Linked DNA regions of Mus musculus: regions 2, 3 and 4 are each linked to region 1. A link is a contact called in public HiChIP or PLAC-seq and promoter capture Hi-C data. All regions are on one chromosome and are shown on one strand. Each heading gives the region's core, a stretch centred on a gene start, on an enhancer-like site or on the middle of the called end of the contact. The rest is flanking DNA. Distances are from core to core; before and after follow the strand shown.

Region 1 (5,684 bases), core at 1,851-4,350:
TGATGTCTGGGTCCCAGGAATGCCAGGAGAGATGACATATTCAATTCAGGGGAGACTGGAAACAGGTGTCACCAAAGTATGCAACACTTGGAGGTGACCCTGGAATTGACCAATCACAGGCCCCAAAGCTCACACACACACACAAAAATGGTTCCCTGGCAAAAGACAGGGAGCAGAACCAATACTCCAAAATCTCTTATAGTTCTATGCTTCTGACCTACTCATTCCAGTCTCCCAAGAGTACCAGGCCTTGGGATCTCCACCACTCCCTGGCTCCCAGGAATGCCAGGTACAGAGCAAGCAATCTCTAGCAAGCACTTACCAAGAAGTCTGGAGCAGAGGCTGACCTGTACCAGGCTCAAACAGATCCTATCAGGGTCAGGAAAATCACTATCCAAACACGAAAGTCTCTGCCCTGCAGTGGCACCAGCGGAACAAAACCCCGCTTCTCAAAAAAGCCTAGTCTGACCTTCTCATCCTGCTCTGCTCTCGCTGAGAAGGAAAACTGTCTGTCTATCCTTCACTCCACATCCCCAGCACAAACCCCACAGACCACAGGACTCAGTAATTCCCTTTGCTCTGGGATACGCTGGTGTCCCACCCTCAGGTACTTCAAAGGTCTAAATGACTAGATTTGAATGATGGTTTTCAAAGTTGAAGCCTCTTTCCAGGACTCTGCTGGTCTTTCCCGTGCCTGCATTGCAGCATTTGCTGTCAACCTCCATCTGCATAAAATTAAGCTCTTGACAGATCCCAGAAGCCAGGGACACACCCCCCAGGCCTCTGCACACTATCGGCCAACGTGGCCCTAAGTCAGCCAAGGCCTTCGGTCCAGCCTCAAACCCTCCCAAGGATGTGGGAGAATGCAGTCAAAAATGGAAGCTTTCTCAGCAGACAAGGAAGCCCTCAATTCCCTCACTCCACGCAGTCCCCAGAGCTGCAGGGCCTCAGTCTCCCTCTGATGAGCACCCACACTAGGGCTCCTCCCTAGGCTCTAGGCAGCTGCCAGGGCTAAACAGCGATCTCAGAGAGATTATGAGCTGCCTGTGGGCAAAAAGAGCTCCTCCCCCACCGCCTGTCTTCTCCCTCATTCAAGCCCCAGGCCCAGTCTAGTCAGATATGAAGCACATGCAATTCAAGGAACAACCCACAGTCCATTGTACGCAGTCCAATCTATAGATAAGTAAGTCTCTCTGCAGAGCCTGTGACAATGTGGAGGGACTCCCAAAGGTCACACACAATGCTTCAGTTGAGTTGTCACCATATCTGCCTGCTGAGCTCTGACGGTAATAAGGAGGATCAATATGACAGAATCTTCAGGCTAGGGCCTCCAGCCAACTCACTCCATCAAGCAATGTGGCTTCACTGGCTGGGCCACACAGTGGACAAGCTCGTGTGAGGACAAGAAGGCCCAAGAAGAAAAGAATCCCAAGGTCAAACATTCTGTACATGGAGAGGAGCCGAGAGGCTGGCCTTGAGGCACACACAGAACCATATCGAGAGACTACACCCTGGACACTTCAGAGGCAGTGGAGATACACGCCAGAGGAAAGCCTGGTCAATTTAACAGGGCACTCAACCATGGGCTGACTTGGATGTGATATAAATTCAGAACAAGCAACAACTTGCAAAATCACCCTATAAATTTTGAGCTAGACAATAGACCTCTGCAAAGCTGAGAACGTTTGAGGATGTCAGAAGCTACAAAGTGGTGCACTGGGACCCTGCTCTTAGTTCCAGGAAGCTCTTCCATCAGGAGGGATAAGGTGTCAGTAACGAGATGGCCTGCATTAAGAAGCAAAATCCTTAAAGTGTCATTCTTCAGGGTAAGGATCCACTGTGTGGCCCAGTCAGGGAAGCCACGTCGCAAGGATGGAGTGAGTTGGCTGGAGGCCTTTCCCCAATGATTCTCTTGTACTGAGACTCCTTAGCGCGTTGAGAGCACAGCAGAGTTGCTGTAGGGGGCAATTCAATGATCTCCTTCAGCATAGTAAATGACACATTAGAATACAGATGACAGGAAGACCCACCTGTACTTCCCAGTAAAATCCTGCGACAGAAGTACCCAGACCCATGCTCACCTTGCAAGGGCTCAGTGGACTTTCCTCATGCAGATCTCTCACTGCTTGTGGGTGGGGCCCTTGGACAGCTATTCCCTAAAGCGGCCCTTTTCCGTTACCTTGATTCCACTACTGTACCACAGACGTGATACTGGCCCAAGCTTGCGGCCACTCAGGGTGATTCCTCAGTCCAGGTTCCTAAGTGACCAATCCAGTTTACCGGAGCCTCCCACCCCAGCCCATGTCTCCTGCCCGGAAGCATCCAGACATCTACCAAGTCCACACAGCCCAAACTCCACACTAACTCAGTACTTACCTTGCTGATGCTCTGGACCTGAACTTTCTGAGTCTTCCCTTCTGCCTGCCTCAGTCCTTGAAAGTCTCCAGGCACAGAGAATGCTCTATTTGTTGAATCAGTCAGCCAATCGCCACCGGTCTCTGAAACTGCTCAGGGAAAACATCAGAGGTTCGACAAGGATGTCTTCTGACAGATAGGAGGAGAGTTTCTGATTTAAGAGCCCATAAAACTGGCAGCGACCAAGCTGGTCCTTGCCAGGGTTGGGAGCCAGGGGTCTTCCTCATCCTAAGCAGCGCCGCCTTCGGGGCCAGGCGGGCGCCTCCGCCTTAGATCGGGGGGCGACCCCGGGGTCAGGTCGCCCCTTCCCGGGAGCCCGCCAAGTGTCCTGTCCGGCCCGGCCTAACAGTACCGGCAGGAAGGGCACCGCTGACCTCACCGCCCTAACCCTGGGAAGGGACGCGGGCGGGACAGGAACCCAGGCGGGTGCAGAATCAGGGCGCCGGACGCGGGGCACGGGGCTGAGGGACCCCGGATCCAGCTCCCGGCTCCGCGCAGAGCAGAACGCACCGCCCGGCCACCGGGACCCGAGCCCAGCCCGGCGACGACCCTGCGGACCCGCGCTCACCTGAACACGCGCAGAAGCCGGCGTTTCCAGAACCTCCCGCGGCGTCGCCCCGGCGCTCTCGGCTCCGCCCTCGTCACAGTCTCCGCCCGCTTGAGCCTCCGCCACGTCCCCACCTCCCGCCCCCCGGGCCCGCCCGGGCCTGGCTCCGAGCCACTGGAGCCTTCGGGAAGGCCCGAGCCGCCACGCGCTGCACGTATGCGATGCACACCTCCTTGCGCCGCGTGGGACCGGCACCAGGGGCGGCGCCCCCATCCCAGCCTGCTCCAGCCCTCTGTGGTCCCACCACCCCCACATCCATTACCACCGGCAAATTGCAGGAGGCTGGCGTCACTAAGATCGGGAATTGAGTATCCTGGGAGGGGAGTGGAGGGAGGGAAAAGACAAGGGTCTGAGATGTCAGCGCACCTCATCTCTCCAGATGACCCATCTCCAAAGCCTAACTGCTTCTCTGAGGGGCTCAGGCTAGCCAGGCTTCGGCTCTTCTGTAAATGTGAGAAGTTGGCGTAGCCTGGAGCATCTCATCCTAGGGCCAACCTATGGCTTATAACACAGGCCAATGAGATTGGACACCTCAACCAGCTCTGTCTGAGACACACACAGTCAAGAAGACAGGGAAGCAACCGACCTCGATCTGAACTGAAGGATGCTCTGGCAGCTGAGCAGGTTCCCACGCCTGCCCTGTAAGCTTGCTTCTCCATGAATGAGGGGAAGCAGTCTGAGAATCTCATCAGGGAGCAGAGCCCAGAACGGAGATGCCCGGCCTGTGGGACTGTGCCTGGAGTTTGGTGTGGATTTCCCTATAATGGCATGGACCAGGCAGACGGCCCAGACTAGGAAAGACAGACACACAGAAACAACTCAGAAAATACTACCTGGCCACTTGTCCGTGTCTGTGGCAGCTACCAGCCAAGAGCCCAGTTGAAACCATGCACAAACCTTTCTGCATCTGCTATGCCACAGAAAGTACAGTTTGCCCAGATCCTCAGATCCTCCCCATGCCCGCCCACTTCTCTGTCCGGAGTGGTCCTCCTCCTCCTCCTCCTCCTCCTCCTCCTCCTCCTCCTCCTCCTCCTCCTCCTCCTCCCCCTCTCCACAGGATCTTTCCCATTGGCCTATAAATACCTTCAATCCATGGCTATGGAAACATAACCCTCACCCCACTCTACCACCCACTGTGCATCTCTCCTTGGCCAACCAAGCAAGCAAAGTCCATCTTCTTGGCCTATCTCTCAGACCTTCTAGCTCCACAACAGCCCCCAACAGTTACTGTATTATGTTTATTGCTTTACCGTTGTTAAATCACCCTTACATGGTGTATGCTCTTTTTTATTTTTTTTTAAATTATCTTTAATCTTTTTTTTTTTTACAGTCCAGTTGTTATCCCCCATCCATTCTCACCGCCAACAGTTCCTCATCCCATTTCTTGTCCCCTGTCTCCAAGAGGATGTCCCCACACCCCCACACAACCCCACACTCCACCAGGCCTCCCATTCCCTGGGGCCTCAAGTCTCCTCAAGAGTTAGGTGTGTCTACTAAGGCCAGACCAGGCTCTGCTGAATATGTGTCAGGGGCCTCAGACCCGCTAGTCTGTGCTGACTGGATAGTGCCTGTGAGATCTCAGGAGACCAGGTTTGTTGAGACTGCTGGTCTTCCTATGGGGTTGCCCTCCTCCTCAACTTCTTCCAGCCTTTCCCTAATTAAACCACAGGGGTCCCAAACTTCAGACCATTGGTTGGGTGTATCTGCTTCTTAGTCAGCTGTTTGTTGGGCCTCTCAGAGGATAGCCATGCTAGGCTCCTGTCTATAAGTACAACATAGCATCAGTAATAGTGTCAGCCTCCCCTTGAGATCTGTCCCAATTTGGACCTGTTACTAGCCAGCCTTTCCCTCAGTCTTTTCTCCAGTTTTGTCCCTGCAGTTCTTTTAGACAGGAATAATTCTGGGTCAGAGCTTTTGACCATGGGATGGTGTATTAGTCAGGGTTCTCTAGAGTCACAGAACTTATGGATAGTCTCTAGATAGTAAAGGAATTTATTGATGACTTACAGTCGGCAGCCCAATTCCCAACAATGGTTCAGTCGCAGCTGTGAATGGAAGTCCAAGGATCTAGCAGTTACTCAGTCTCACGCAGCAAGCAGGCGAAGGAGCAAGAGCAAGAGCTAGACTCCCTTCTTCCAATGTCCTTATATTGTCTCCAGCAGAAGGTGGAGCCCAGATTAAAGGTGTGTTCCACCACACCTTTAATCCCAGATGAAAGGCGTAGCCCAGATTAAAGGTGTGTTCCTTAAACTCGGAGATTCAATCTTCTGGAATCCATAGCCACTATGGCTCAAGATCTCCATACCAAGATCCAGATAAGGATCTCCAAGCCTCCAGATAAGGGTCACTGGTGAGCCTTCCAATTCCGGATTGTAGTTCATTCCAAATATTGTCAAGTTGACAACCAGGAATAGCCACTACAGATGGCAAACCCATCCCTCCACTTAATGCTTTGTTTTTCTACTGGAGGTGGACTCTACAAGTTCCCTCTCCCCACTGTCTGGCATTTTATCTAAGGTCCCTTCCTTTAAGTCCTGAGAGTCTCTCACTTCCCAGGTCTCTGGTACATTCTAGAAGGTTGCCCACCTCCCACCTCCAGAGGTTGTATATTTACACTCATTCTGCTGGCCTTCTGAGCTTTACTCTTGTTCCCCTCCCCCAT
Region 2 (5,717 bases), core at 786-3,285, 1.1 Mb before region 1:
AGACAGTGCCTGTGACAGTGCTCTGACTTATGGAGGGGGATAGGAGGGCAGGGAGAGACGGAGAGAATGGGGGGGGGATGGAGAGGGGGAGACAGAGATAAAGAAGGAAAACACAACTGACTGTATTTAGGTCAGCTCTCTATCCAGCACAGCAATTTCACCTACAACGTTCCCCAAGGTAATCAATTAAATGCCCAATGACAACTCCCTGTGGTGACAAGGAGTTCCACGCTGTGTCCAAAGCAAAAGAGAACTGATTCCTTGAAAGTTTTTATGCTCAAAACCACTTCCCTTACCGCACTGATCTTAACTGTAGTCTCCTGAATAACCAAATACATAAATCCCTCTCTCCTTTATAGACTCCCGGCTAGACAAAGACAGCTAAACAGGCAGGAGGCTGAACAAACAGCCACCGGGTTTAAGGAGAAAACAGAGACATAAAAACAAAGAGGCTGCAGCAGCACAGACCCCACCAGAGCAGGCCCAGCCTCAGGTCAAAGCCAAGGGCTGAGAGTCGAGCCTCTTACTTGTAACCTCAACAACAGCTTTTAAGAAGCCCGGCCGTAGATGCAGTCTACTTCCAGAGTGTTTGGAACCCCTGGGTTCCATCCAAAAAAAAACCCTATGCACTAATGTACCTGTTAGTTACTATAAATTAGGATGCAAACTAGAGGCAAAAGAGATCTTGGTCATGAGAAAGACAACTAAAATTATGAATGTCTAGTTGAGCCATAAATGGGGGGGGGGCAGATTCAAGACAATTAGAAACAGGTAAAATTCTTTTAGAACAAGATCTACTCTTGTTGTAGGCTACTGCCTACAGATTACAAGGAGGGGGTAAATCTCTCCTAACAAAATCAAACAGGAAAAATATGAGTTTCATAACAAAAGGACCCTACCATCATTCATACACTGAAAATGTAAACCCGGGTGAGGGAGGATTCAAAGTCACCTAAGGCATCAAGCAAGAGGCAAAAGCTAAAACACGCTCTGCAGATTCCCCAAAGTCAATTCCTTCCAGGACACTATGTTGCTATCCTGACTCAACAAGCCCCCACCCCCTAATTCCATCCATATAAGCAGTCGCTACCTGAATCTGTCAAATTTCAGAAAACAAAACAAAAAGCAAGCGGTCTTCAAGTTAACATCTGTGCTTTTCATGCCCTAGAGCTCTCTTGGTCCCTCCAGTCTATCCCAGGTCCTATTTCATATTTCTAAGTGACTTCCACAAAACTGCAGAACGGTTAGAAACGAAGCCTGCTGAGTGATGAGGAAAGAGAGAGAGAGAGAGAGAGAGAGAGAGGAAAAAAGAAGGAAAGGAAAGGAAAGGAAAGGAAAGGAAAGGAAAGGAAAGGAAAGGAAAGGAAAGGAAAGGAAAGGAAAAAGCCATCAGTGAACAGAACCACACCCAGAACTCAAGCCTGGCGTGGAGAGCCCAGACACAGCGGAGCTAAACAAGGACGCGCGACCCACAGCGGAAGGGACAAGTGCCTTTTCACAGGGCGAGTTTCCCCGCAGATGGCAACGTGGCAGAAAACAAACAGTTGCAGAAGCTGACACCCTGCTGCAGGGATACCTCGGAAGCCCACACACAGCCCTGGACCTCAGTTTCCCCTACTCTCGGAGGAAAGGAGTTGCGGTCTGGTACCCTGTGACCCAAGGCAAGGGCATAGCTCGAACAGCCACATCTGCAAACGAAGGGTTGGTCCGAGCTAGCCGTCAGTGACTGCCGATGTCACCTGGGAACTATGACTGAACACCTGTCAAAGGTGCATGGGAGACCCCACCCCACGGGTGACCTGTCCCTGAGCAGCAGCATCCGTTTGGCGGGAGGTGCTACAGCAGGAGGTGACTCCCGACTGCAGCGCAGGGCACGCACTACTCACCGGTCGGCCCTGCCCGGCCCGGGCTCCCGCTCCGGCTCCGGCTCCGGCTCTGGCTCCCGCTCCTGCTCAGCCCACCTCGCGTAGCCTCAGCGCCGACCCCTAGCCATGGTTTTCTAGCCTCCTGGACAGCCGCTTCCGGGCCCTGTCACGTGATGCTGGCTCCCTAGCCCAGGTCACGTGCCGCTCCATTCCGTGCTCCTCCTCCCGGACCCTTGTTCTGCAGCGCCACCTGGCGGCCGTCAGCCGCTGCTTCAGAAAGGGCAGTGCTTCTGAGACCACCACAGAGCTAAGGCAGACGACCTAGATTTTGAGGCAGTCTCCAGGGAAGTCGGCATGCAAAATATCCGTAATTTTTAGCCTTGCTAAAATTTATTTGTTCAGCATATATTAACGTGCATTTACTGGTTTATAATCACAAGTTTGCACCTTTTAAAAAATAAATCGTGCAGCTAAGCCTGATGGTACAAGACTGCAATACCAGAGCAGAGAAGAAAAATAGTTCAAGGCCTGTTTGGGTTATAGAGTGAGTTCAAGGATACCCTGGGTGATTTAAAGATACCTTGCTTCAAAAAAATTTAAAAGGGGCTACTGGGAAAATGGTTTACTGGATACAATAAGAACCTGAGTTAAGATTCCCAGTACATATAAAGAGCCAGGCAAGACAATGTGTGCCAGTAACACCAGAGCTTGGGGCCAGAGCAGAAGGATCCCTTGGTCTCTTCAGCAGACTAACTGATCTAGCCAAAACAGTGGGCTCAGGTTCAGTGAGAGAACCTGTGGGGAAAAAAAGTTGAGGGAACAACTCAAGCAGACAATGTCACCATCTGACTCCCCGATGCCCCACTCCACACACACACACACATACTCCATATGCTACACACATACACATACACACACACACACACTCCATACACCACACACATAAATATACTCCATACACCACAAACACACACATACATATACTCCATACACCACATACACACAGACATATACTCCATACACCATATACATACATATACTCCATACACCACACACGTACATATACTCCATGTACACACATATATTTCGTACACCACACACATACGTACATGCACATATGTTCCATACACCACACACACACATACACACACACAAACAACATATACTCCATACATCACAGACACATATACACATATACTCATACAAACATATACCACACATACATACATATACTCCATATACCACACACACAGAGATGCAAAGACAACTTCACACATACACATACTTCATACACCACACACACATACACACTCCATATACCACACACACATACATATACTCCATACACACACATATACTTCATACACCTCACACATACATACATACATACATACATACATACACATATGCATATGTTCCATACACCTCACACATACATACATGTACTCCATACACACAGAGATATAAACAGTACATACCACACATGCATATACTCCATATACCACACACACAGAGATGCAAAGACAACTTCACACATACACATACTTCATACACGACACACACATACACACATACACATATTACATATACTACATACATACATACATACATACATACATACATACATACACAAGCATATAAACCATACACCACACATACACAGATGCATACACATACATATACACACATGAACAAGAAATGATACAACTTCTAGAGTCCCACTCTACACTTGCTGGGTCAAGATCCCCATCCATGAGTGGCATCCGGCAAGACCTAGGGAGATTTGGATTCTCCTGCTGAGAGCCCTACTACAGAGGACTGCCTTGGTGTACTGAGTATTAGCCCAGCAAGGCTTGCAGTGTGGCAGAGTAACCTCCTTCCCACCCACATCCCAGGTCTGTCTCCATCACTTCCTGCTGCGCAGCCTTCTGAGTTCCCTTTGGGTTACCCATTTTGAAAGTTCAGTTGGAAGCCCTACTCTATTCTCCCCCTTCCCTTGTTGTTTGCAAATCACATAAGATCTGGCACCTAAAGGGGTCATGCTAGAGAGAAATTTTGGATAACTCCTTCTGCATCTAACAGAAGGAGGTCAGTTCTGCTTTCCCCTAAGCTCCACCCATATCCCACCTCAAACGTGATGGGTCCTAAGATGCCAGATACTCAGCCACTGCTCTCCTTTGCGGATACATTGTTCTCGGTTCCATCTTCAATACACTCAGCTGCCATGTCCTCTGCTGAAGGTCTTACGTCTTACAACGAGCCTGAGCCCGTGCAAAGTTTCCTTGTACACTATCTGATTCAGACATGGTCGATCTCCAAGACACGAGTGGTGGCCCCTCTAGCACCCCCTTTCCCAGAGCAAGCTTCCGGGCCCTGGATGCAGTGAACGCCGTGCTGCTGTTGCACGACAGTAACCATTGTGGCTGGGACATAGAAAGCCATGTGCCTTTTTGTCAGTATCCCAAGAACGATGTCACTCTTCACAATCATAGACCTTTGCTAGAGCGAAGCGTTCAGCACTGTTAGAGTTTAAAGTATTTTGGAAGTCACAGCGACATGATTCCAGAACGCATTAAGTGGAGTGAATGGAGTTGACATTGTTAATCTTAGAGCAACAGCTAAGAAAGGTAAAATTGTTATGAAGAAGCTCTGCAGGCACCGTGAGGACACCGTGAGCTGGGGACATAGGAGGGACTGTGCTGCAAAGAAGGGGAACAATACTGAGGAAACGAAAAATGGTCTTGGAATCAAGGATGATGCTTGAGGGAGCAAACGTCAGGGAAGGGATGATGCCAGTTCAGCACCACCGGGAGGTGTCTGTCCCCATTTACAGGCTCAACCATCCTGCCAGCCTACCTTGTTTTTGTTTTTGTTTTGTTTTTGTTTTTTGTTTGTTTGTTTTGAGAGAGAGGGGGTCCCTTAGTGGCCTGGAACTTGCCAAGTAAAGTAGACTGGGTGTCTCGTGAGCCCCAAAGATCTGCCTGTCTCAGCCTCCCAGCGCTGAGATTACAAGCCTGTGCTACTACATCCAGCTTTTTTACATAGGTTCTAGGAATCAAACTTGAGTCTTCATGCTTGCACAATAAGCACTTTCCCAACCGAGCCATCTCCCCAGCCTGTTTTGATTCTTTTCTTATGGTTTTTGATGACATGAAAGGAGACAAGGACAATTTTTTTAATATTGCAAATAATCTTTTTTGTGGCAAAGTATTTAAAGATACACTGTGACAAAGTATATAGCTAAAGCTGGAGCTGCAGCTTAGAGACAGAGAGCCTGTCCCAGGTGTGTGTGTGTGTGTGTGTGAGAGAGAGAGAGAGAGAGAGAGAGAGAGAGAGAGAGAGAGAGAGAGATCATGTCACGTGATGCAATACTGGTATACAGGTTAATGCCACCAGACACACCTAGGTTCCATCCCCAGTGTCAGAAAGAAAGAAAGAAAGAAAGAAAGAGAGAGAGAGAGAGAGAGAGAGAGAGAAAGAGAAAGAGAAAGAGAGAAGGAGGGAGAGAGAGGGAGGGAGAGAGAGAAGGAGGGAGGGAGAAAGAGAGTGGGAGGTAGGGAGGGAAGGAAGGAAGGAAGGAAGGAAGGAAGGAAGGAAGGAAGGAAGGAAGGAAGGAAGGAAGGAAGGAAGCTATTTAATACCTTTAAGGTACAAACACGGCAGCTGAGGTCCCAGGGAAAATGGTTGCAAACTATTCCATGCATTCTGGGGTTAAATGGGACTGTCTTGCCAGCAACACCCTGCTCATGTGAAGGAGAAATGAAGAACCCTGTAGGAACTCAGCAGGCCTGGACGTGGAGGTGTAAGGCCAAGATACCAAGGGGTATATCAGTTTACAATGTGCACTGACCT
Region 3 (5,461 bases), core at 1,974-4,473, 1.3 Mb before region 1:
GCTTGTAGGAAGCCCTGGTTTCAGTCCTCAGCATTGCATAAAATAGTCCCAGGGAGCTGGAAGCCATATGCAGGGACACACCCAAGGAGTGGGCTAGAAGGACACAGCTGGTGCAAGACAGAGGGAGCTGGAGGGGTGCGGCCCAAGAGCAAGGACCTCAGGACCATGACTTGCCATTTTGCAAGATGAAAACCAGGTCCAGAGGTTTGGAGAAGTGGCTGTGTAGTTAAGAGTCCTTGCTGATTTTGTAAAGGACCCAAGTTTGATTCCCAGGACCCATGTTGGGAAGCTCACAAGCACTGGTAAGTCCATCACTAGGGGAAATCGAACACCTTTTTCTGACCTCTTCGAGACACACACACACACACACACACACACACACACACAGAGAGAGAGAGAGAGAGTTCCCATTTTGTAAGGGTCATCAGAAAATCTATGTAAAACAACTTGGTTCATTGCTTGGTCCAAAGCATGTGTTTAAGAAATGCTATTCAACTGCTTCTTCCAGTTCTCCAATGAAAAATATATGTAGCTGAGACAGGGCTAGGAATGAGCACAGATTTACTTTGTAGATTAAAGGGTTTCGAGGTGTTCTAGTGTTGTTGGAGACTTAGTGGCAGATAGGGAGCTCAACCAGGCTTCCTTTGCCTCTTCCTTCCCTCCCTGGGAAGCCCCGAGTGAGGCAGGAGGCCCAGCCCTCTCTTCTGTCCCCTGTCATGATCAGGGTCAGTCTTTCTGCAGGACTTCTGCGCCTTGGCATGCTTTAATTCTAAATTCAAATCCTCTGGGGACTTCAATCATTCTCTTTTTTTCCTCTTATTTGTTTGTGTGTTTGTGGCAGGGGGTGGAGTGAGAACACCACAGTGGGTAAACCGGGGGAGGGGGGGGAGGAGAAAAAGAACAGCTTGCAGCAGCTGTAGGGTCTTCCCTTCCTCTGTGTGGGCTTCGGATTAGGACTCAGCTTCTCATGCTTGGTGACAAGCATCTTTACCTGCTGAGCCACCTGGCTGGCCGGTGAGATTCTGGATCTCTGTCCTCCCAGGAACCGTCAGTAGCATTCCCACAAACTGCATCCCCAGCCCCAAACAGGTTTCCAACTCTTGCACTCCAAGTGAACTTGTTCTATCTTTGGTCTAACTTTGGTATGACCCAAAGTCTGTACTAGGTATAGTTCTTTTTGCTTAGTTTGAAGCACGAGGCTTCAGTTAATTTAAGTCTCCTCAATGCCCAGAGCTGCAGTAAGCAATCCTGTGGAAATAGACATCGGTCCTATGGGCAGAGCAGATGCTTAGGGAGTCTATTGGAACCCCAAATTTGGTGGCCTAAAGCTCCCAGTTGTTGGATCAAGGAGAAGACTCAGGAGTCTTATGTAGGTGCAAAAGTCTCCTTAGGATTCTTCACAGGCCCTTTGGAGAGAGAACCTGAAGGAAGCCATAACTCTTCTCTGCAGAAAAATGTGCGGGTACTCAGGAGGTCTGAGGGTCTCTGTCCCAGACTGGAACCCTAAGAAAAGAGTCCCTTCTGTTTTCTTCAGGCGGGATAGTGGAAGGCCACTCACTGATTACAAACAAAGCAAAACTAACTAAAAACCTTTCGGACAGATGCATGAAAGCCCCCATTTTCCTGGGCTGCTTGTCAAGGGAAGGCAGCAGATGGTGCTATACGGTATGGGAGGGAGGGAGATGATGTTGAGGTGTCTACTTCCTGTGAGAGAGGCAAGGAGACTTATATGTTGAGTGGACAAGGAGGGCTTATCTAAGGAGGTGACATTAGAATAGAGTTCTGAAGGATGAGAAAGGTCCAGGCTCAGGAAAGGTCCAGTCCAAACTGCTTTGGCTGGAGAGCAGGAGGAGTGTGGTAGATGAGGGCGTGGCAGGGAAGGCAGGGATCCTGGTGTGTATAAGCTTATCTCTAGACTGTTCTTTTACCTTCTCCAGTCCCCTGTTATCCAAACTCAATGGCTGCTTCGATATCTACGCTTTCAGGAAGTTTCTGCTGATCTGACCCCCTGGGAGAAGCCTTGGGGTCTGCATCACTGAGGAAGTGGTTCTGCACATGAGGTGCATCCCTTTAGCCACACCCCAAACTCCTGCCACCACGTCTATTCTGGTACCTCCCCAGGTAGGCAGGCCCAAAATGTTCAGTCAAGAGCTGCTGCATAGATGAGGAGTGTCCATGTTCCCCAAAGAAGAGTGGGGCTGAAATGTAGACTCAGCGTTCTCAGACCACTTTTGGTCAGGTGTTACTGGGTAAGCTGTTTGCCCTGCGTGAGCCTGTGCCCCTGTTATTAAAATGGCCTCTTGGGACCGGAGAGATGGCTCAGCGGGTAAGAGCACTGACTGCTCTTCCAGAGGTCCTGAGTTCAATTCCCAGCGACCACATGGTGGCACACAACCATCTGTAATGGGGTCCGATGTCCTCTTCTGGTGTGTCTGTCTGGGCTGCAAATGCAGCTTCATTGGTAGCATGCTTGCTTAACAATCATTAACACCCCCCCCTGCCCCCCCCCCGGCCCCGAGGTCAATCCTCAGCACTAAATAAAATAGTCATGGTAGGTAGCACACACATGTAATCCTAGCACCCTGGAAGTAGATAGAAGTAGGAAGATCAATAGTTCAAGGTCATCCTCAGCTACATAGTGAGTGGTCAGCCCAGGCTACGTGCGACCTCTTCCAAAACCAAACAACACCTAAATGAAAGGCCTGTGGCTTCCCCACCAACCCTGCTATTGCTTCTGATCTGACTATCAGTATTATTGCTCTGAGTTTGTCAGGTACTGACAGCGCAAGTCTTCCAGCTTAGTTCTAATCCTTCACGTACCCGTGGTTGGTGCCACTAGACCTAGAGGGGACTTCGCCTCGTTATCAAGGATGATGCCACCAGTATCACCAGTGGCAGCTTGTTTTGTTGGCACTGAGAAAACTGGGTACTTTTGCTCCCCCACTGCCATGCCAGCGTGCACTCTCTGCCTTGCTGTACATTGCTAAGCCCAAGAGAGTGCTCAGGCAAGTTCACTCGCTGGCTGTGTGTAAAGTAGGACAAGGGGCTTAGCCGTGCCTCTGTGACTCTCTCTCTCTCTCTCTTCTCTCGGTTAATGTCTAGGACTCTTCAGTCAGCAGCCTCGGCTCTGAACAAGGCCTGGCCTGTTCTAGGTGATTCCAGCAGCTGTTCCAGCCCTGACCCTCATGTCTGTTTAGGCAGGAGCCCCAGAACAGATGAGACAGGTGGGGCCAGGGTGTCTGGGTAGCACACAGCCTACCACAAGGCAAGGAAGGGAGAAAGAAAAGACAGCTTTGGTTCTGGGGAGAAGGGGGAGGCAGGCCAGGGGAAGGAGGAGACAGAGGAGGAGGAGGGCCTTTGAGTGGAGGCGGAGGGTGAGACAGACCCTGCCCAGAGCTCCAAGAGGCTTCCTGCTGCTCGCCTCTAAACCCCTCCACATTCCTGCAGCCCTTCAGACCGCCAGAACTCTTCTGCCGCCTGCCTGCCTGCCTGCCTGCCTGCCTGCCTGTGCCGAGGTATGCACCTCCCTGTCAGCCCCTGCCCTTCTGTAAGCTTCATCATCTCCTCTCTGCCCCATCCCCATGACCAGTCTCAGGGGGAGGTGAGCTGGAAACCTGTTGCTCACTCACAGGGGAACTTGTTGTCTCTGTAGCACTGCAGAAAATAGCCATGGTTTGCGGGGACCGCTTTCTCTGTGTTCTCTGGTGGCAGAGGCTACTGGTCTGTCCTCTGTCACCCTCGGAGGCAGCTGCCTCCTTTTCTGAGAATCCGATCCTCATTTGCCCATCATGACTGCCAACCCAGAGAAAATCTGGCTGGCAGCCTGTTGGGTCTGGCTTCCTATTCTGGGAGAACAGACATCCAGTTCTGGGTCAGAGCACTGTTGTCCAAATGGGACTTTGCAAGAAGGATAAACAGATCTGTAAACAGCCAAGGCAAGACATTCCCTTTAGTCAGTTCCTCTGGGAAGGCTCTGGTCCCTTCAATCTCTGTCCACCCCCACCCCATCACCCCGTGGCATTTCAGTCAGTCTGAAATGCCATTGTCTCTCCCAGCCTGGGGTTGCCATTGTTCCCAGCCTAATTCTGAGAGGTGGTCATCACTGGCATTAACATTGCTTCTACCGTATCTAGACATCTGAGAAAGCCAACAATTTGATACAATCCAGAGACGACAGGGAGGAGGGTGTGATGGGGAGGAGGGAGACAGAGAGATATAGCTCCAGGACACTTTTCTTGCTACTACTGAATCTATCCAAGACTCAGCCTGTTGAAAGCTTGTCTGCTCCAAGCTGTTCTGTAAACTTCCTGTGACTCCTAGAATGGCTGGAAATAAGCCTCACCTAAGGGGGACAAACAGGTATCAGGCATCTGCCTCAGGGACAGACAGCACACCTGCAGGGAGGGAGTGTCTCCACTGACAACTCTTTTAAGTTTCTAGAACCTTCCTAGTGTAGGGAGTGGAGTGAGATGCGGACCCTACATGAGGTAACAAGCTTTAGGCAATTTGTGGGCGATCTCACATAGCCATCTCCCCTGAGTGTAGCCTTCCTGTCCTAAGGAAGAGGGATAGCTTTTGGGGTACCCGAATTCCCCTAAGACTTCCCAAGCAGGGTCACTTAATTGAGCCTATAAAGTGGTCTACGAATAAGCAACTTCAAAGAGTCTCTGGAATTAGTGTGTGTATGTGAGTGCGCGTGCATGAGTGTTTCTGTTTGTGTTTAAGAGATGATGGGTGTCCACAGCTTTTAGGTTTAAGATATTCCCAAACAGATGCAGACCCCCAGAATGGTGTGACGGTGTAAGGTGTAATTCGGAAATAGAAACAAATTTGTATTTGCCAAGGATTAAACCTGAAAGAAGTGGTTGAGGGAAGAGTTAACTCTGGTTAACTTAGCCATCGGCTGCCACATCGACAGAGCGGCACTGAGGGAGGGGGAGGGGGTGGGGTGGCTCTGGGAGAAGGAGTCAGCTTTTGAAACTTTCTCCAAGCCCCACCCACCAAGAGGCTCTTCTCTCCCGTGACTCACTCCGAGAGGAATGCGAGTTGCCACGGCAACCTCCCCCACCCCCCCACCCTAGGGTCTCTGCGTACTGGCTGGGAGGGGACTCTGGGAACGCTCAGGGACCTTTAGGTTCCAGTCCCCCCAAACCGCTGCCACGGCTGCCGCCACCGCACCTCACCCCTGCCCCAGATACAAGGACCACAGCAAACTCTTGCCCTGTCCCCATTTCCCACGTCCCAGGGCCCCCAGGACTGTGATAAGCCTCGCTAGATCTGCCCTTTGCAGGACAGAGGGTTTGGATCTGTGCTTAGTGTCATTTGGCCTTGAACTAATCTGTCTTCCGGAACTCCGGTTTCCTCCCTATTTCGGGTAAAAGCAGCAGTCCCTCGGAGAAGGGGCAGGATGAAACGGGCTAAAGCATGCCCTGGGGGAGCACTTTGCAACCTCACTCCCTTC
Region 4 (6,097 bases), core at 2,529-5,028, 1.0 Mb before region 1:
GGTACCCTGAGGGGAAGAAGTGAAGCCAGGTCAGGGCGGCCTATTGCTGACAGCCATAGCTGTGATCTCCCCCCCGTCCCCATTCTGCTAAGAGCCAAGAGTGGTGCTATAGCCCTTTTCTAGGCTCAGTATGAAGGGTACCAATGGTCACAGCTAAGCGTAAAGCTGCTCCATTTCATACACGGATAAACCAAGGCTTCCAGCTCCCAAGATAGCGGTTCTTATATACCCAAAGAAACAATATGCAGAATGAAAAGGCCACACCCACACCCACTCTACCACCTTGACACCCCAGGTACTCACTTCCTTGAAGGGACAGTGGCAGGGCAGCCCGTAGGTGTGCAGGGGCTCTGGGCAGCTCTCTCCAGGAGGAATGTATTCGTCTATCAGGTCACAGATGTTCTCGTAGCTACAGCTGCCTAGCTGTTCTACACAAGGAATCTTGACCCAGAAGCCAGCCACTTCCTTCTCCACGGTGAGCTCCACCTGTCACAGGATTCATCAAGGTGACAGCGTGAACACATTCCTGCTCCTGCTTCTTGAAGTTTCATCTCATAACCCGCTGCAATAAGGCTTGTAGACGGATCTCAGAGTAATCCCCCATACACCTCTACTGGTTTGATTCTTTGAGATGGGGGCTACATATGTAGACCAGGCTGGCCTTGAACCTGTAGCCATCCCCATTGTCTCTTGTTCCAGGGTATAGTGAGAACAGAAGGTTTAGCTGGGGAGATGTTCTGGCTGAGTCCCAGTATTCAACCTTACCTGAGCACGTGGTGGGCACTGATCACCAAATGTGAATGTCTCTTCTCTCTGACCAACACACCATCCTCCAGTTGTCGCTATCCAATGACAGGAACCAAAGCACTGCCATCACACTAGCTGAATGACTGTGGCACATGTCCTCGGTGGCCTTCTAAGCTATCCATTCTTAGCTGTAGAATCTTTCTGTTGGTTGCTCCTGACATACGTTTTCTCTTGTATCACAGATGATACAGTTATACATGGAAATGTAGCTAGGTACAGCAATGAATATCTGAAATAATGGTAGCCTGGAGGAAAAGGCGGGGAACTGCGAGTTCAAGGCCAGCCTGGTCTACAGATCTAGACTGCAACAATAAACAAACCGATGGAAATGGATAGGGAGATTTCTCTGAGACTGGTCTATGGTCCTTATTGCAGTTGGTTCCAAAAGCTGAATGGCCTCTCCAGACCGAGCTGGATGAGAACCCTAGAATGGGCTTCCCTCTGCCAAGCCAGCCTAACCCCACTCTTGTTCTCACTGCCTACCTGACCGAGGAGAAGCAGCCGGGACTCCCAAGCAAAAAGCCCGATTCACTGGCACATACAGAAGACTAACTATACCAGCTGCTGTGCATGCCAGCTGTCTCTCTGTGTCCCACCAAAACCAGGAAGGAAAAGGTGCACAGAGTGGTCAGCGGGAAATCAGCGCTCCCCACATGATTCCTGAGCATGGTACAGGAGGGTGCGTGTGTGTGTGTGTGTGTGTGTGTGTGTGTGTGTGTGTGTGTGTCCATCATTCACTTGGGTTTTTTTTTTTTTAAGTAGGTCTCCCACTAACTCAGCAGGTCTGCTAGGGGTCCTCCCATCTCTTCCTCCTCAGACCTAGGGTTCCGAGTATGTAGACCATCATGCCTGGGGGGTTGAATCTAGGTCCTCGTGCTTGCACAGGAAGCATGTTATCAACTGAGCCATCTCCCCAGCCTGGAAGCCGCAGTTCTCAGAATCCTTTCTTTTTTGACAGGGTTTCTCTGTCTAGCCCTGGCTGTCCTGGAACTCACTCTGTAGACCAAGCTGGCCTCGAACTCAGAAATCCGCCTGCCTCTGCCTCCCAAGTGCTGGGATTAAAGGCGTGCGCCACCACGCCCGGCTCAGAACCCTTTCAGCTCAGACATGCGAGCGACCTCTGCGTCTCAACCTTACTAGATCAGGGGGTTTCACCTTTGTGTTCTTTGTTTGGATCTTGGTGTGATAGGCTTGTATGTGGCTCAGGCTGGTCTTAAACTTGCTGTGCAGCAGACAGTGGCCATGACCTCCCAGATGCTGAGATTAATTACAGATGTGAGCCATCACCCTGGCTGGGGTTCTGCTTCTGAGAGATAAATCTGGGGATGGTACTCATTCCTCCAGACTCCACTAGTCCCAGACTGCTGCCTGAATCTTCAAATGACCGAGTACAAGAGGTACAGGCTGTCTTCTTCAAGGCCGGGAAATGGTGAAGGCAACACAGCCTGAATCCTGTGCGGAGTTGAAGCTGCTTGCCTCGGTGGCCTGCTCTGCTAACCTGAATCCATCCTGATTGTGCAGTGACCTTTCCTCTGGCCGGCCTCATCTGCTAAGAAAGTCTATTTCTCCTCAGATGAGGAACAGCCAGAGGGCCTGAGCTGGAGAGTAGCTCTGCCCCTGAGGGAGTTGGTCAAATGCCTTCAGTCTCTACTTCCTCAGTCAAGAGTGGGATGGTTTTCACAGTACTTCTGCCTTTTGTGAGGTCCCACTGAGGAAGATAGCACCTGGCCAGCACTTAGGAGCCTCAGGACACAAAACCTACTGCCAGCGGCTTCACATTCTTCTTCCCCTCATTTAGCCAAGGTCCCCAAGAGGAACTTGAAGCAGTCACCAACTAAACAGAAGTAACCAACTTACAGTTGAATGTTTATGGAGCTTCCCCCACAACTGCTCCTCCCCAGCCCAGGATCAGCACAGCATTGGAAGCCCAGGGCAGAAGTCAGTGATGTCAAAGGCTAGTCCCTAGGCAGCAGCCACAACCTGCCATTAGGGAATTAATCCTATCCATCTCAAACTTACGACCAGCAGGGCTCAGAAGTATATCCCATGTATCCTCGGCTGCAGCGCTTGTTCACCTGGCACAACTAAACCAACTCCTAAAGTCCACAGACATGCACTGTAAAGGCACTTGCTAAGGCCCTTGGCAACCCCTTCCTAACACAGGCCATTGCTCCGCCACATGGATAGAGCTGTGTCTAGATCTCACAACAATATACACTATGTTCAAACACCTAAGAATCAGCTGGGTGGCAGTGGCGTACGCCTTTAAACCCAGCACTTGGGAGGCAGAGGCAGGCAGATCTCTGAATTTGAAGCCAGCCTGGTCTACAGAATGAGTTCCAGGACAACTAAGGTTACACAGAGAAACCCTGTCTCAAGCAAATAAACAAAACAAAAAGAAGTTTAAAACCACTCAGGGCTAAGGAGATGGCTCAGTTGGTAAAGTGTCTGCCAGGCAAGCATGAGGACCTAAGCTCAGATGCCAGGATCCCAGAAAAATCTAGATGTAGTGGCTGGCACAGGCTCAGCACTGGAGAAGCAAAGTTGGGCAGACCCTGGAGCTCACTGGCCATCTTTCTAGCCAAACTGATGAACTCCAGGCACAATGGGACCCCATCTAAGGTGAAGAGAGGTTGAGGGGTGCACCTAACATTGACCTCTAGTCACCACATATATGTATATACATGTGCTCAGGCATACATACACACATGTGCACACACCCACCCACTCCAGATTCAACATTGAGAGCAGAGAATAGCATTCAGGCAACACTGGCAGACTCAGTTCAGCAGCCAGTCTCCCTTTCCAATCTGGACAAATTCTGTCCTTTTTTATCCACGGGACTTGACCTCTTCCTATTGGATAATAGCTGAAGAAAATGTACTAGATCAGCAAGGAGAAGCCATGGGCAGGGGTGGAGAGGCACTGAGATCTCTCCAGGCCTTCTAGCTCAATCACTGACAATGATTGACATGTCAACACGTGCCAGCACGAACTGGGCACATCCTGTGTGCTAGGCACTGAGTAAAGCACCATCCACATTACTGATTAACTCAGTTCTTGCTCAAGAGATGCCTAAGACTCAGAAAATTGAGCCCAACAGTACAGGGTGGTCTCCAACTGGCCGTGAGACTGAACATGACTTGACCTCCTGAATTTCCTGTACTTCTCCCTAAGTGCTATAATATACAAGCATGCATCACCAGGCTTGGCTCCCAAAATCTCTTAAATGATCTAAACGTGTTCCAGAATAGGTCTGGACCAGAAAGAGACTGCAGGGCATATAAGAACATCTTAGAAAGGTGGTGACTCTAACCAGAGAGTGAAGAGCTACAATAAACAGTGCCACAAGATGCCTTTACTATAAAATAAGAAAATATACAAAAACACATGCAAAGTTGGGCAATGGGTGGGAATAAGCTGATGTCCCCAAATAGATCTAAAAAGCAAGTGAACTGTGAAAGGATCGCTCGCCCTCATGAGGGATGACATTAGAGACTGGCCAAGACTCGGACTCTTAGTGTCAAAAATTGTGTGGGGAAGAAAACACAGCTGTCAGTGTAGGTGTAAACCTGGTTGGCTGTTTGGAGACATTTGGGCATTGATTATCAAAAGAGCTTTAAAAGCGTGCATCTGAGCCAGCGGGCTGCCTCAGCAGGACAAGGTGCTTGCCTTGTAAGCCTGGCGATCCGAGTTCCTGCCCCAGAACCCAACAAAAAGGTGGAAGGAGAGAACCAACTCTACAACTTGTCCCTGTTCCCTGTGTCGTGTGGGCCTCACCCCACATCTCCATATGCAGACACAAGAATAATAAATAAAAACATTTAATGTGAAGGTACATAGTCAGGAGAGTATGAATAGATCATTATTATACGGACAAATTCTAGCCCGCATGGCGTCTCCCAAATTAATCACGCTGTCTCATTAGAACAATGAGTGAAGATTCTGGGAGGATCCGTAACAGCCAACAATGAGCAGCTCCTAAGGAATTAGGCTAGGAGAAGACATTTAATAGAAGCTATTCATGGTGGCACACGCCTGTAATCCCAGTCCTCGGGAGGTGATGGCAGAAGGAGCAGAAGTTCAAGGCTATCCTTAGGTACTTACATTAAGTTGTGGGGCAGCCTAAACTACCTAAGGAAGGCCCTGGCTCAAAAGAACAGAAACAAAGTTGGGGATGTGGTTTTGGCAGAGTGCTCACCTAATATGCATGAGAGGCCCCGGGGTCCATTCCAGGTGTGGTAGTACCCCTGTGATCTGAGTACTCAAGAAGTGGAGGCCAGAGAGCCAGGAGCTCACAGCAAGTTCAAGGCCAGCTAAGGCTACATAAAGCCCTCCCTCAAAACATACATACAAAGCACTGCTTGTTTTCATATGTATTTTTTAAAAAATAAATGCATGCAGTATGGATAAAGGAAACAGCATTGTTCATTCAGCTCTGAGAGTCCACATTGTGGCGGCTCATGCCCACAACCAAACTGCGGCAGGCAGGCCTACCACAAGTTCAAGGCCAGCATAGGCTACAGAGTGAGACCCTGTCTCAAAACAAAAGAAAATAGCCTTATGTCCCTGGCTACTGGCTATACATCAAAACAACACAGAGGAGTCCATGGTGAACACTGGGCCGCCATATCCAAGTGCATGAATGGGTGAATCCCAGCTGACCTGGGTTTCCCTTCCATCCCCTGACCCTGAGACTCTATGAACCCGGGAAAGTCTGTGGTAAGTCTGCAAAGTCTGAAGTCTTTCACAATCTATGAGCATGAGTTTCCATGGCGCCTGCTGGCTGCCCACTCCCCGTCCATCGTCCACACAGCCTGGGGCTTACCTTCTGAGGAGCAGTGAGGGGAACGCTGGTCTTGCCCTCAAGGCTGACGACTACATCTCCAGGAACCACAATGGGGTCAGGTTGGATCGTGAGGCTTTTGATCACTGCAGGGTCCTTTCCTTCATCACAGTTATCCCAGGAGAAGCCACCAAGTTGGGAAAGCTAGGGACAACGAGACAGCAAGGAGAGAAGTGGAGGAAAAGAAATGTTTCAGCATACAAGAGTTGGAGGGAGGCCTGCCCATTCCCCTCTGAGCTCCATGGTAACAGTCACACTTGTCTGACCCATTCTTCAGGCAAAATGCCAAAGTGCAGGGCCTAGGCCCATTATATCAGACCTTGAACTTTAAAACTAAGGGGGTTGGGATGTCGCTCCGTTGGTGGAATGTCTACCTGGCATATTGGAAACCTTAGGCTCTATCCTTGGCATGACACAAACCCAGTGTGGTGGCAGGGGCAACAC

Evidence for each region. Promoter capture Hi-C pulls out the DNA fragments that hold promoters and counts their contacts. HiChIP or PLAC-seq counts read pairs in DNA pulled down with a chosen protein or histone mark.
Region 2: a promoter capture Hi-C map of embryonic stem cells shows a contact between it and region 1, with 8 times the contacts expected there. The contact joins the promoter of Slc36a1 here to the promoter of P4ha2 in region 1. A contact is called at or near these places in 4 of 39 promoter capture datasets (embryonic stem cells, hippocampal neurons, liver and 1 more).
Region 3: an H3K27ac HiChIP or PLAC-seq map of extraembryonic endoderm stem cells shows a contact between it and region 1, with 2.6 times the contacts expected there. The contact joins the promoter of Sparc here to the promoter of P4ha2 in region 1. A contact is called at or near these places in 2 of 39 promoter capture datasets (liver and pre-B cells) and 1 of 115 datasets of contacts at active chromatin or transcription factors (extraembryonic endoderm stem cells).
Region 4: a contact with region 1 is called in a promoter capture Hi-C map of liver, with 3 times the contacts expected there. The contact joins the enhancer-like site here to the promoter of P4ha2 in region 1. A contact is called at or near these places in 5 of 39 promoter capture datasets (embryonic stem cells, hippocampal neurons, liver and 1 more), 1 of 115 datasets of contacts at active chromatin or transcription factors (astrocytes) and 1 of 9 other capture datasets (liver).

Annotation. Positions count from the first base shown.
Region 1 is chr11:54,098,340-54,104,023 of GRCm38.p6, reverse strand. It overlaps P4ha2 (procollagen-proline, 2-oxoglutarate 4-dioxygenase (proline 4-hydroxylase), alpha II polypeptide), which reads right to left and starts at 3,100. Exons shown (of 16, transcript NM_001136076.2): 1 at 2,984-3,100; 2 at 2,377-2,504.
Region 2 is chr11:55,200,658-55,206,374 of GRCm38.p6, reverse strand. Slc36a1 (solute carrier family 36 (proton/amino acid symporter), member 1) reads right to left here and starts at 2,035. Exons shown (of 11, transcript NM_153139.4): 1 at 1,887-2,035.
Region 3 is chr11:55,417,842-55,423,302 of GRCm38.p6, reverse strand. Sparc (secreted acidic cysteine rich glycoprotein) reads left to right here and starts at 3,223. Exons shown (of 10, transcript NM_009242.5): 1 at 3,223-3,515.
Region 4 is chr11:55,103,287-55,109,383 of GRCm38.p6, reverse strand. Gm2a (GM2 ganglioside activator protein) reads right to left here. Exons shown (of 4, transcript NM_010299.3): 2 at 5,636-5,797; 3 at 304-486; 4 at 1-6. Among named protein-coding and RNA genes, the nearest start is that of Gm2a, 8.4 kb to the right of the region's middle. Within about 2 kb of position 3,778, at least 53 of the 459 cell types and tissues checked have an H3K27ac peak or open chromatin away from gene starts, as enhancers often do. A contact at or near this core is called in liver, where this site is marked.